Linked DNA regions of Mus musculus: all the other regions are linked to region 2. The links are chromatin contacts, called in public HiChIP or PLAC-seq and promoter capture Hi-C maps. All regions are on one chromosome and are shown on one strand. The core of a region is the stretch at or near the end of the contact, and the rest is flanking DNA. Distances in the headings are between cores, read along the strand shown. Region 1 holds the start of Atxn2 (ataxin 2). Region 2 holds the start of Camkk2 (calcium/calmodulin-dependent protein kinase kinase 2, beta). Region 3 holds the start of Adam1b (a disintegrin and metallopeptidase domain 1b). Region 4 holds the start of Trafd1 (TRAF type zinc finger domain containing 1).

Evidence for each region. HiChIP or PLAC-seq counts read pairs in DNA pulled down with a chosen protein or histone mark. Capture Hi-C pulls out chosen DNA fragments and counts their contacts.
Region 1: a contact with region 2 is called in an H3K27ac HiChIP or PLAC-seq map of microglia, with 6 times the contacts expected there. The contact joins the promoter of Atxn2 here to the promoter of Camkk2 in region 2. A contact is called at or near these places in 2 of 39 promoter capture datasets (embryonic stem cells and pre-B cells), 1 of 484 Hi-C or Micro-C datasets (embryonic stem cells) and 2 of 115 datasets of contacts at active chromatin or transcription factors (microglia and stem cell-derived neural progenitor cells).
Region 3: a contact with region 2 is called in an H3K27ac HiChIP or PLAC-seq map of microglia, with 6 times the contacts expected there. The contact joins the promoter of Adam1b here to the promoter of Camkk2 in region 2. A contact is called at or near these places in 1 of 39 promoter capture datasets (cranial neural crest) and 1 of 115 datasets of contacts at active chromatin or transcription factors (microglia).
Region 4: a promoter capture Hi-C map of adipose tissue shows a contact between it and region 2, with 2.6 times the contacts expected there. The contact joins the promoter of Trafd1 here to the promoter of Camkk2 in region 2.

Annotation. Positions count from the first base shown.
Region 1 is chr5:121,710,252-121,712,951 of GRCm38.p6, reverse strand. It overlaps Atxn2 (ataxin 2), which reads right to left and starts at 1,343. Exons shown (of 25, transcript NM_009125.2): 1 at 676-1,343. The coding sequence starts at 1,316.
Region 2 is chr5:122,778,160-122,780,859 of GRCm38.p6, reverse strand. It overlaps Camkk2 (calcium/calmodulin-dependent protein kinase kinase 2, beta), which reads left to right and starts at 1,450. Exons shown (of 17, transcript NM_001199676.1): 1 at 1,450-1,608.
Region 3 is chr5:121,502,093-121,504,792 of GRCm38.p6, reverse strand. Adam1b (a disintegrin and metallopeptidase domain 1b) reads left to right here and starts at 1,358. Exons shown (of 1, transcript NM_172125.3): 1 at 1,358-2,700. The coding sequence starts at 1,813. It also overlaps a transcript of Tmem116 not described here.
Region 4 is chr5:121,384,355-121,387,054 of GRCm38.p6, reverse strand. It overlaps Trafd1 (TRAF type zinc finger domain containing 1), which reads left to right and starts at 1,440. Exons shown (of 12, transcript NM_001163470.1): 1 at 1,440-1,530. It overlaps Gm42020 (predicted gene, 42020), which reads right to left and starts at 1,542. Exons shown (of 2, transcript NR_168130.1): 1 at 1,211-1,542; 2 at 165-581.

The DNA.
Region 1 (2,700 bases), core at 94-2,593, 1.1 Mb after region 2:
ATCGGCCACCACCCGCGCGCAGGGGACCTTGCGGGGAAGGAGGGAGGCGGGCCTGGAGGGAGCCGGGCACTCCCACCCCTTCCCCAGTTGGGGGGGGGGAGGGGAAGAACGGCCCGCTGCGGGAACCCCGCCGCCCCAGATCTAAAGGGGGATGGGTGCGTTAGGCCGCTGGCACCCACCTCGCCTCCGTCGCCCACCTTCCCAGGGTCTGCGGGGCGGGGGATAGATATGCAGGACACCCGGCTTGACCCTACCTGGGGCGGCTGGGCCTCAATCTCCCCTCCTCCCTCCCGACTCCCCACCCGGCAAAGAGGCTCATTTCAGGAGAGGATCCCCCCACCCCCTGCGACCCGCACCCAGGCTCAGCCGCCCTTCTATCGGGGGGGGGGGCGCAGCAAGGGGGTGGGGCGGGATACCAATCGCCCCTGGCACACCCGGGAGGGGCAGGGGGCCGCCAGGGCCGTCCATCTTGGCCGTCTGGGGGGAGGGGACGCGATGGTGCGGGAGGCTGGACACGGCCCGAGAAGCCCGAAGGAATCTGCCGGCGCCTCCCGCCCCTCCGCGGGCCCCCCGGCACATCGCGAAGCCGGCCGGTCACGGGGCGCGAGGCGGGGGAGGGGACGAGCGGCGCGGGATCGGCCCGGCGCGGAGGGGGCTGGGGGAGCTGACACCCACCTGCCCAGGCCGGGACGCCCGCCGCCCGCGGCCGCCGAGGAAGACGCCACCGGCGCGGCCGGGGCCGGCACCACGGAAGCCGAGGTCACCGCGGCCGAGGCCGGCGCGGCGCCGGGCGACGAGAGCAGGCCGCCGCCGGGCTTGCGGCCAGTGGCGGGCGCGGGCGGCTGCGGCTGCGGCTTCAGCGACATGGTGAGCGGCCCATACACCGGCTCGCACGCCGGGCGGGGACAGCCGGGTGCCGGGCGCGCCGAGGAGGAGACGCCGGAGCGCGGCGGGGACGCGCGGACGCCGGGCGGGCAGGCGCGGGCCGGCGTGGCCGCGGGGGCCAGAGGCAGCAGGACAACGACGAAGGGGCGGGGAGGCCCGCAGACACCGAGCAGCCGCCGGGAGCCGGGCCGGGACGCGCCGTGGCCGTTGCTACCAAAACAGTCTGAGGCGCAGGGTGGCGAGCGCGGCCCGCGGGGAGGGGCGCCGGGGCCGCGCGGGGGAGGGCCGGCGGAGGGATACGCCACCGCGCCGCCCCGCCCGCCGCGCCGCGCCGTCCGCGGGAGCGAGCGCCGCGCGGCCCAGCCCGCCGGGCGGCGCGGCTCGGGGTCCCCCGCCGCGGGCCGCTGAGCGGCGGCGGTGGACGAACGCATGGGACCCGGGCTGGCGGACGCGGACGGGGTTGACGCGGGCCTGGAGGGCGCGGAGATGCGAAACAGACCCGGGGCGGGGGAGGTGTCGGGGGTGGGGGGGGGGACTCTTTACCGGAAGTCGGAAGGGTCAGGCGGAAGTCGAACGTGAGACGGCCCGGGGGGCCGATCAGGGACACGTGAGGAGCGGGGCGCAGCGCTGGGCCGCGTTCGCTCTCCCCGGGGTCGAACTAGGGCCGTGGAGGGGGCCAGGAGGGATCCGCCCTCGCCAAGGCGGGTCTGAACTTCGGGATCTGCTTCGGGGACGGGCGCCGTGAGCTGCTCGGGTGTCCTCGACCCCCTTGGAGGACCTTGATTTCACCCCACCCCCACCCCACCAAATCACAACTTAGAGGATGGCCTGCGGGCACCTTCGGGGCGGGGACCTGCAATCGGGGCCTGGCACACAGTAGGCCCCCAGGTGCCACTGCGTGCCGACTTGCCCTGCCAGCGTGGGGAAGCTTGCCGCCTCAGAAGCCACCGCCAGCTGCTTCACTTTGCCCCACTTTATTCACCCCGGCGAACTGTTGGGTCTCTGACCTTCATTTGAACCCTCTTTTTTTTTTTCCCCCTAGCTCGCTCGGACTTCTTAGTTCCTCCTTCAGGGGACCCGAAGGGAAATGGACCTGATTGGTAGTAGAACTGGGTGATGGGGTCTCCCTCGGTGAAGACTAAACAGACTTTCCCAAGAATGTCAACTTTAGACCTTGACCCCTTTTAAAAACTTTTACTTTAACTCGGGAAGGCCACCAAACACTGGTCCGTTTTTTTTTTTAAGGTGTTGTAATTAAATTGGAAACAAATGGTTAACTTTTTTCAAATGAGTTTAAATTGGTTTTTTTTTTTTTCTTTCTTTTCTAAGTGAAATTGCTTAAGAAGGTGATGGGCCGAGGGAAAAAAAAAAACCCTCAACCTATTAAAGTCATTCCAGTGAATTAAAGGCAGGCATGGTGTTCTTGCCTGTAGTACGAGCACTTGGGAAATGGAAGGAGGATTAGACAGTCAAGGTCATCTTCACCTTCATGAGGGAATTCTAGGCCAGGCTAAGCTACAAGAGACCCAGTCTCAAGAAGGGGCAATTCAATGAAGAGTTACCCCTGGTTATGGCACATGCCTTTAATCCCAGCTCTGGACAGGCAACTGGATCTCTTGAGTTCCAGACTTGTTGGTCTACATGGATTTTTTTTTTTTTAAGTAGCTAGCAGATAGCTCAGAAGGTAAAGGCCCAGGCTGCCTAAGCTCACCACCTAACTCTCAACCCTGGAGCTGGCATGTGGAAGAAGAAAACTTAAATGCTTGGAATTGTCCCCAGCCCTCCACCCTTGGATTGTGCCACACATATATAAGC
Region 2 (2,700 bases), core at 201-2,700:
CATCATGCATCTAACATGAACCGATTCTCTTTGACGTTCGCACAAGCTTGTGTCCATAAGCATACACCGTGTGGAGGTCATAGAACATGTCCCTCTTGAAATCAGAGCATCTGTGCTTGCCTCTGCACCCGTCCCTTACTGGAGAGAGGCTATTATCCACCCTCTAGGGAAGAAATGGGGAGAGTCATTAGACCCTCACCTGAGATTACAGTTGCTCCCGCCTCTCCTCCTGTGCAGACCTCCAACAGCACCTGGCCCCGGGAGATGCTAGAGAATATAAAGGGGTGGGTAAACGAAGGAGACACTCCTTCTGGCAGGTCACTGTCCATGCTGGAGATGAGTAAGCCCAATAAACCCATTGGTTCACCAAGCTGGGCTTGGATGTTTTTGATCTGTTGTCGGCGCCCTATTTTGGGTGAATAGGCATTTGTTCATGTCTCCTCAGGAAGTCAGTCAAGAGTGGGGCTTAAAAAGACACGCAAACTGTGCATGATACTGTCTCCTGCAGCTTGCTGTCTTACGCTACATGTTTTTGTTTTCCTTTTCCTGTGGGGGTACAAATAGATCTAACAGTCCTTTTAACTATTGTGTACTATTCCACTTCGTCTCGCTCCAGTTGCTACTACTAACAAATAAATGGAAGAGCGCTTAGCAGTATCAGAGGTGGTCATCTCATTAGAACGCTCATTGAGTTTATTTGTCCGGTCCTGGGGACTGTTTGTGAGTGCCCAGCCTAGAAATATGGCAATAATTTATTGAGGGCTGAAAATCGACCCAGTTGACAAAGAGCTTTGAATTCTTAGTGAATTTGACATCTCAACCCTTTGGCTGCCGGCAGAAACATGCATGCAGACAGCCACTGGTGAACATCCGAGTCTGAGTTCACCGGCCCCCCACATCCAAGGCCACCGGGTGAGCGAGCCCTTGAAATACCCTTTTTTTTCTCCGTTGTTACCCAACTGGGAGACTAAATATTTTAAGGCTCCAGCAAAGTAAACCGTCAAAAAGGGGAAGAATGTTTGGTCAGTCTTGTGGAGAGACCTAGAACTTCGCTGGGCTGTTCAGAGTGAGTGATGCATTTTAGGGCGAGCCTGCAGCAGTGGTCAGAGGGGTGGTGGCTGCGGAAGGGTTTCCCCATAATGGGCGTTGCCCCGAAATCCAGGGAGGGAACCGCCAGACGGCTCCTGGGTTTTCCCCCGTCGCCTTTGGGGGAACTTCTCCACGCTCAGGGACAAAGCGGCGTGGAGCATCTCGCAGGAACCGAGACCCACTCCCAAACTTGCGGCCTGTTCGCCCCTGCGCGAGTCGGGCCTCGCTTCCTGTCGCCTCCTTCCCCCCACCCCCCCTCCCGCCTCCACCTCCGCCCCGCCGCTACTTAAGTCTCCGCGGGACCCGGCGCGCGCGGCCGAGGCTGCGGCGGGCACGCGCGCTCCACGCCGGGTCCTTGGCCAATCAGCAAGGAGCCCGAGGCGCCGCCGCGCCGCGCGCGAGCCGAAGCCCGGGCGGCTCCTCCCGTGGAGAGCCGAACCGGACCGAGCCGAGCCGAGCCAAGCCGAGCCAAGCCGAGCCGGGGGCGCAGAGCGCGGGAGGCGGCGGCGCGGAGCCCAGGTGAGCTGGCCCGAGGCGGGCCGGGCTGAGTCGGGGGTGGGTGGGGGAGGGACGCAACCTCCCCGTGGGTCTTTGGGTCCCGGACGCGCGCGGGAGCCGGCAGACACAGCCCAGAGGCGGGCCCCGAGGGGACCCCACGTGCGCCGCCCCGCGCCCCGCCACGTGGAGGGCTGCGCCCCCTTTCCCCCTGGCCTCCGGAGCCGGGCGGCGCTTGGGGTCCGGCGGCAGGAGCCGGCCAGGAGTTCCGCACCAAGGTCCGCCGGCCAGGGCGGTCCCGGATCCCAGCGATGGCCTAGGCCACCCCTGGCGCTTGACAGGTGCGGAACCTGAGCGCGCGGGAGCGTCCCACCTCCGCAGGCTGCCAGGCACGGGGAGGACCCTGGTCCTAGGGGCTTGGACCCGAGTCTGCCCTCTGATCACCCCGACCTCACAGGCCGACTTGATCCTTTTGACCTAAATTTACCTCTGGGCTGCAGCGCGCGATGCATAAAGAGTGCCTGCCGGCTCCCTCTGGCACAGCCCTGGGGTGGTGGTGCCCCGCTATCACCGGGGCTATGCCAGGGTTCTCCCCACCCCCTGAATGCCCAGTTTGGGAAACGGGGTGTTTTCACAGCTCTGTCAGCCTCCTCCCCGGCTGCTCTCACTTGGAGATGAAGAGGTGGCACTTTGCAGGGGGATGGAGCAGGGGGTGGAGGACATCTCAGGTGCCATGGGCAAACAGCCTCCTGATCTGGGGGTGGGTGGGTCATGCTCCGCATTCATTACCCTAGATGCAACTTTTACCTTCCTCAACCTCCTCTGTGATGTTCCCCCAGTCCTGGAGTAGAAACTTCAGGTGCCCTGGGGCATTAATGATGTCTTTTACTCCTCCTCCTGACTCTGCCCCCACAGGACCTAGAGGAGGATTGCTCTGCCTCCCCACAGCTCCTTTGTTCTTTGGAAGTGGCAGGGGCTGCCGCTGTTCCCAAACCCACAGAAACTGCGGTTTCAGAATAGATCGTGCTATCAGTGTACAGAAGCAGCTTCAGTTTGCCCGATCCCCCTCCTTGTACACTCTACTGCTGTACACTTCATCAAAAATGTCATATGCCG
Region 3 (2,700 bases), core at 109-2,608, 1.3 Mb after region 2:
CTGCTTGGATGGGAGGGTATCCTGAGACATGGAAGGCTCCTTAGCAGAGGTGCTGCAGGTCAAGGGGAGGGTACCCCTGACTGAGCTGAGGAGTTTGAGAGCCCCAGCCCTGCTCCTTCTTCTCTTCACTTCTTCTTTTCCTAGCTTTTCTTCTCGGTTTCTTCTGATGAGAAAGCCACTCCATGCAGTAAGACTCATAAAGGAGATTTATTAAAGGGGAGAATCCTGGAGGAGAAGGGATGGATGAATCCAGGAAAGGCTGCGGCTTGCTTGCAAGGACTCACATCCTAAGCTTGGGAGCTCAGGGATTGGTGGCCTTTTTCACCCACTTTTCCCTGCATTGCATCCAAGGGTCAGGCTAGGGAGTCCTTCCTGGCTTCAGCTGGCTTTTGCTCCACGTCTGTGGGGCTGCTCAGAGAGGCTGAGAGGAGGTGTGGTAGGCCATGGATAGCTCCTGAGGGGCCTCTCTTGCTGAGGTGGGAAAGGCTCCAGTGCTGGCTGTTGGCTGAGATGTCCTGTTGGGGCCATTTTGACAGGAGCTGCCATTTTTAACAATTCCTGAAGTGGCATTTTACTTTGGCTGTAGGCTGGGGTGGGAAGGAGGAGCCAGCCACTGCTTTGAGAGGTTTTGTGGTGTGCCACTTATAGACTAAAAGCACTCCCCCTTTATCATACATGTTTATATATGTAAGATTAATGTACTGTGTCCCATAAGATACACAAATAAGATATCGTGTGAAGACTTAGTGTGTCTGTGTGCACACCTGAATGAGTTCAGCTCATGTGACCCGTGTACACATGGGTACATAGAGGCTAGAAGAAAGGCTAACACATGTAATCTTATAAGCTGCCAGGACCATGAGGAAGATTAAGAGTTTCAGGCGACCTGGCGCAACACTAGCACATAAACAAAGACACACATATAACCACACATAACCTTAGGGAATCAGTGTGTTGGGGCTAGGCCTTTGAGATGCCAGCTACTGTGGACATGTTAGCAGGAGGCTACCATGCATCTTCCATGGCCTCTGAGAAACTGGGTCTGGAGGCTGTGAAGGGCGATGCTATTCTTCTCCACAGGCCGCGCCCCTAGCTCCTCTGTGCTCCATCATACAGCTCAGGGGCTTGACCTCTCAGTCTGGTCTCCTAAATCTGTGATTATCCATCACACTTCTCAGAGCTCAAAACCTGCCCTGGGTTAGAACGCTCCTGTCTACAGAGCAAGGGTCTTGGAGGTCAGGAAACAGATATAACAGAGTATGCCCACCTAGGGGATCTCCAAGCTCCTTGATTTGGAACATTTGGGGTTAGCTGAGCAACTGACAACAGGAAGAGTTGAGAGCAGTGGGGGAGGGGTGTTCCGTGTGTGGCTCCTGCTGAGTCAGGTACAGTCAAGGTACAGTCCCACACTGTAGTAGAGGCACCTCTCTCCATCTTGTCAAAAGGACTTAGAGATGGCGTACAGGAGCTGACTTTGAAAGAAGCAACCAAGAACAGAAACTGTCTGAAAGGTCACAGAGGTCAGAGTCACCAGGACAAGACCTAGCCAGAAAGCTGAGCTCACGGAGGTGGGGAGGAACCAACACTTAAAACACGCAGCATCGATGTAGGGATAATACCCGGGCCTCCAGATCAGGAGAGCTACTGCTGTCATTGACATTCAACACGCAGGCCCCACTGAATCAGCTGAGTCAGAAGGATCATGGCAGACTCAGCCACAGCGAGACATTCAGCGTCCACGTTCTCTTTCAAGTAGAGCCCCATGCGGCTTTGTAAGAGGTTGGAGGAACACGTCAGACTTGGCCTCCCCAGATGGAGCGACTAAAGCTGGGGAAAATCCCAGAGCACTGGTGTATCAGGCTGGTGGCCATGTTGCTCTTGGCAATAATTTTTCTCCCGAGCACGTTCTGTGACATTGGATCTGTATATAATTCTTCCTATGAAACTGTCATCCCTGAGAGACTGCCAGGCAAGGGGGGGAAAGACCCTGGAGGGAAGGTGTCCTACATGCTATTGATGCAAGGCCAAAAGCAGCTGCTTCACCTCGAGGTAAAGGGACACTACCCTGAGAATAACTTCCCAGTCTACAGTTACCACAATGGCATCCTGAGGCAAGAAATGCCTCTCCTCTCCCAGGACTGCCACTATGAAGGCTACATGGAAGGGGTGCCAGGCTCCTTTGTTTCTGTCAACATCTGTTCAGGCCTCAGGGGGGTCTTGATTAAAGAGGAAACATCCTATGGCATTGAGCCCATGCTCTCTTCCAAAAACTTTGAACATGTCCTCTACACCATGGAGCATCAGCCTGTGGTCTCCTGCAGTGTCACTCCCAAAGACAGCCCTGGGGACACCAGCCATCCACCAAGGAGCAGGAAGCCCGATGACCTACTGGTTCTGACTGACTGGTGGTCACACACCAAGTATGTGGAGATGTTTGTGGTGGTCAACCACCAGCGGTTCCAGATGTGGGGCAGTAACATCAACGAGACGGTCCAGGCAGTAATGGACATCATTGCTCTGGCCAACAGCTTCACTAGGGGGATAAACACAGAGGTGGTGCTGGTGGGCCTGGAAATCTGGACAGAGGGGGACCCGATAGAGGTCCCAGTGGACCTGCAGACCACACTCAGGAATTTCAACTTCTGGAGACAGGAGAAACTCGTGGGCCGGGTCAGGCACGATGTGGCACACTTGATCGTC
Region 4 (2,700 bases), core at 191-2,690, 1.4 Mb after region 2:
TCACACAGGATGTATGAAATAGTTAAGACAGGGATTCTCGGTGTAGCCCTGGCTGTCCTGGAACTCCCTCTGTAGACTAGGATGGCCTCGAACTCACAGAGATCCACTTGCCTCTGCCTCTCCAGAGCTGGGAGGGAGGGGGGTAAAAGGCGTGTGCTACCATGCCGAGCCAAAATCTTTAATTTTTAACAAACCCAAAATTTTAAGCCAAGGTGGAGGCAGGAGGCAGAAGCTGAGGTAACTCAGCATTTCCGCGCTGTTTGTCCTCCTCTTGAGTTGTCCTTTCCTCCCCCAGTAAACTCCAGAGGAGCCTCTGAGTCACTTTCACATCGAGGACTGTGAGTTGTTTCCAGGAGACACGACTGCCATTCTCTTGTTTATTTCTTCAGGATGTATTTATATCACCCTGGGAACACGTGGGGGGGGGGCATCTGGAACTTTCTTCCACTCCCAATGGGAACTTTAAACGATGCCATCGCGTTCAGAAACAGTTTGCTAGTTCAAAACAACCAAAGCCCCAAACAAAACAGAAACACGGGCACCCGCAGCAGTCGCAGAGCCAGCAGTGAGCCCGCAGTTCCCTAAAATATTGAGGGAAATAAAAGCATGTGGCAATTAGCTGGATGCGGTAGCCTCAGCCTGCAAAAACAGCACTGGCGGGGATGGAGGCAGGAGGATATTGATTGAGTTTAAGGTGATCCTTACTACATAGGCAGTTGAGGACAAAATGTTGGGATTAAAAGCATGGGCCTCTGTGCTCTGCTTTTGTTAAGATGATGACGATGATGACGACGACGATGATGATGAGATGATGGTGATGAGATGATTAATCTCTTGATACCCTGACTTACAGCTGGACTTACAGGGGGTTCTGAAACACCTGTTGTGGGTGCTGAACACCAAACTCTCCAAGAGTAGCAAGCGTTCTTAGCCGTGGAGACGTGTCTCTCCAGTCCCACAGCTGTATGTTGTTTGCAGTTTACACGCCAGCTTAGATTTAGAATCCCGCCCCCCCCCCCCGCCCCTTTGTATCCATGAGGTAGGAGGTGCAGGAAGAAGCCACCAGGTCCGGCAAGGAGACCCTGGCTGGCACATCGGAATCTCTGACACCTCGAAGAGGTGTGGCAGGAGGAAGCGTTCATGACAAGGATGACAAGGATGACAAGGTGTGGGTATTAATGGCCCATGACAGAGCGCAAACGCCACCCACCGTCATCGTAGGCTCATCTGCACGTTTGCCCTGCATCATCCTAGCAATCAATGTAGATGCCACCGCTTCCAGAGGTGTGTGTGTGGGGAGCGGAGAAATGACCCTCGGAACCTGCCCCCTGAGCTGTGAGCCAATGGAGGATGAGGAGGCGGACCCGAGGAAACGGCAGCGCTGTGGTCCAATGGACTTCCATCAGGGCCCCACGGCTGGCCAATGGGCGTGGCCCTCGGCGACGGTGGGAAGCGGCTGGGCAGCTGGGCGGTTGTTGGCTCCGGGCGGCGGAGGCGGCGGTGGCGGTGCTGTTCCCGCTGGGCTCGGAGGTGAACGGGGGCGGCGGGGTGGGGCGGGGCGGGGCGGGAGGTGGCGGCGGTGACGCAGGCTCGCGGCGGGAGGCGGAGGCTCGGCCCGCTCCAACCGCCCGGGCCCGCGGAGCGCAGAGCGGCCGCTCCCCGAGGCGCCGCGGTGGCGTGTGGCCCGGCCTGCCTCCGCCTCCCCCGGCCTCCCGGTTTGCTGAGTCTTCCCTGCCGTCGCTAGAGGTCTGTCTGTCCGTCCCGCCGCCCTCTTTGTCTGTGTGCTTTCCCGCAGACACTCACCTTAGGTTATTGAAAACGAACCTTTGCTTGGTTTCCGGGCTTTGCTACACTGGACTCTTGGATTCGTTAAACAGTGTCAGTTTGCCCGGGCGCTGAGGCTGCTGGCGGGTGACTTGACAGTGTCCAGATCAGCCTGCCGCTTTGTTAGCAGTCGGTGCCGAAGTCTATTTCTGTGTCGTGGGAAGGAGTGATGTAAACATCGGAGCTGCCTTGTATCCTGGACGGGAAGCGAGAGAAAGGGCTGGAGCTGACTGCTCTTGCCCTGCGAGCCCGGGTGGGAGGGCCTCAGATTTGACCGAGGAGAAACACCTAAGTAGGCAGTGTCGTACCATTTGATAAGATGTCCAATATTAGCGCTCTGCTTACATTTGGTTTTGCTTTTTTTTTTTTTTTTTTTTGGAACTAGGGTCGAATCCATCCCACGTTGGCCTTGAACTGACTAAGTCGCCAAGATGGTTTTGAACTTGTGATTCTTCTGTCTCTATATCCCTAGTGGTAAATTTACAGGCATGTACCATCATGCCCAGTTTTATGCCTGGTCAGGGAACACAGAGCCCCGTATCGCTTGAGCCCCTGCTAGTTTGATGAATACTCCTGCCAAATGTGTAGAGCCTGAATTTAGTCCAAGAAAACACCAGACAACCCCCGCCCCCAAATGGAAGGATTGATTACAAAATAGCTAGCCAGTAGCTAGAAACTCTTAGTAACTGCCAGTCTTCGCTAGCAGGCTCTGATTAAGGTACTAATTAGCCGATCAAGGCTGTGAGAGATTAGACACGAGAGAGAGCTTTCAAATTAGAGTAAGTAGTAACATCTAAGAGCTTTATGTCACCCAGGACTGAAACTGAACCAAGAAGGGGGATAGTGGTCTCCTCACTGACATTTGAAGAAGGCCTG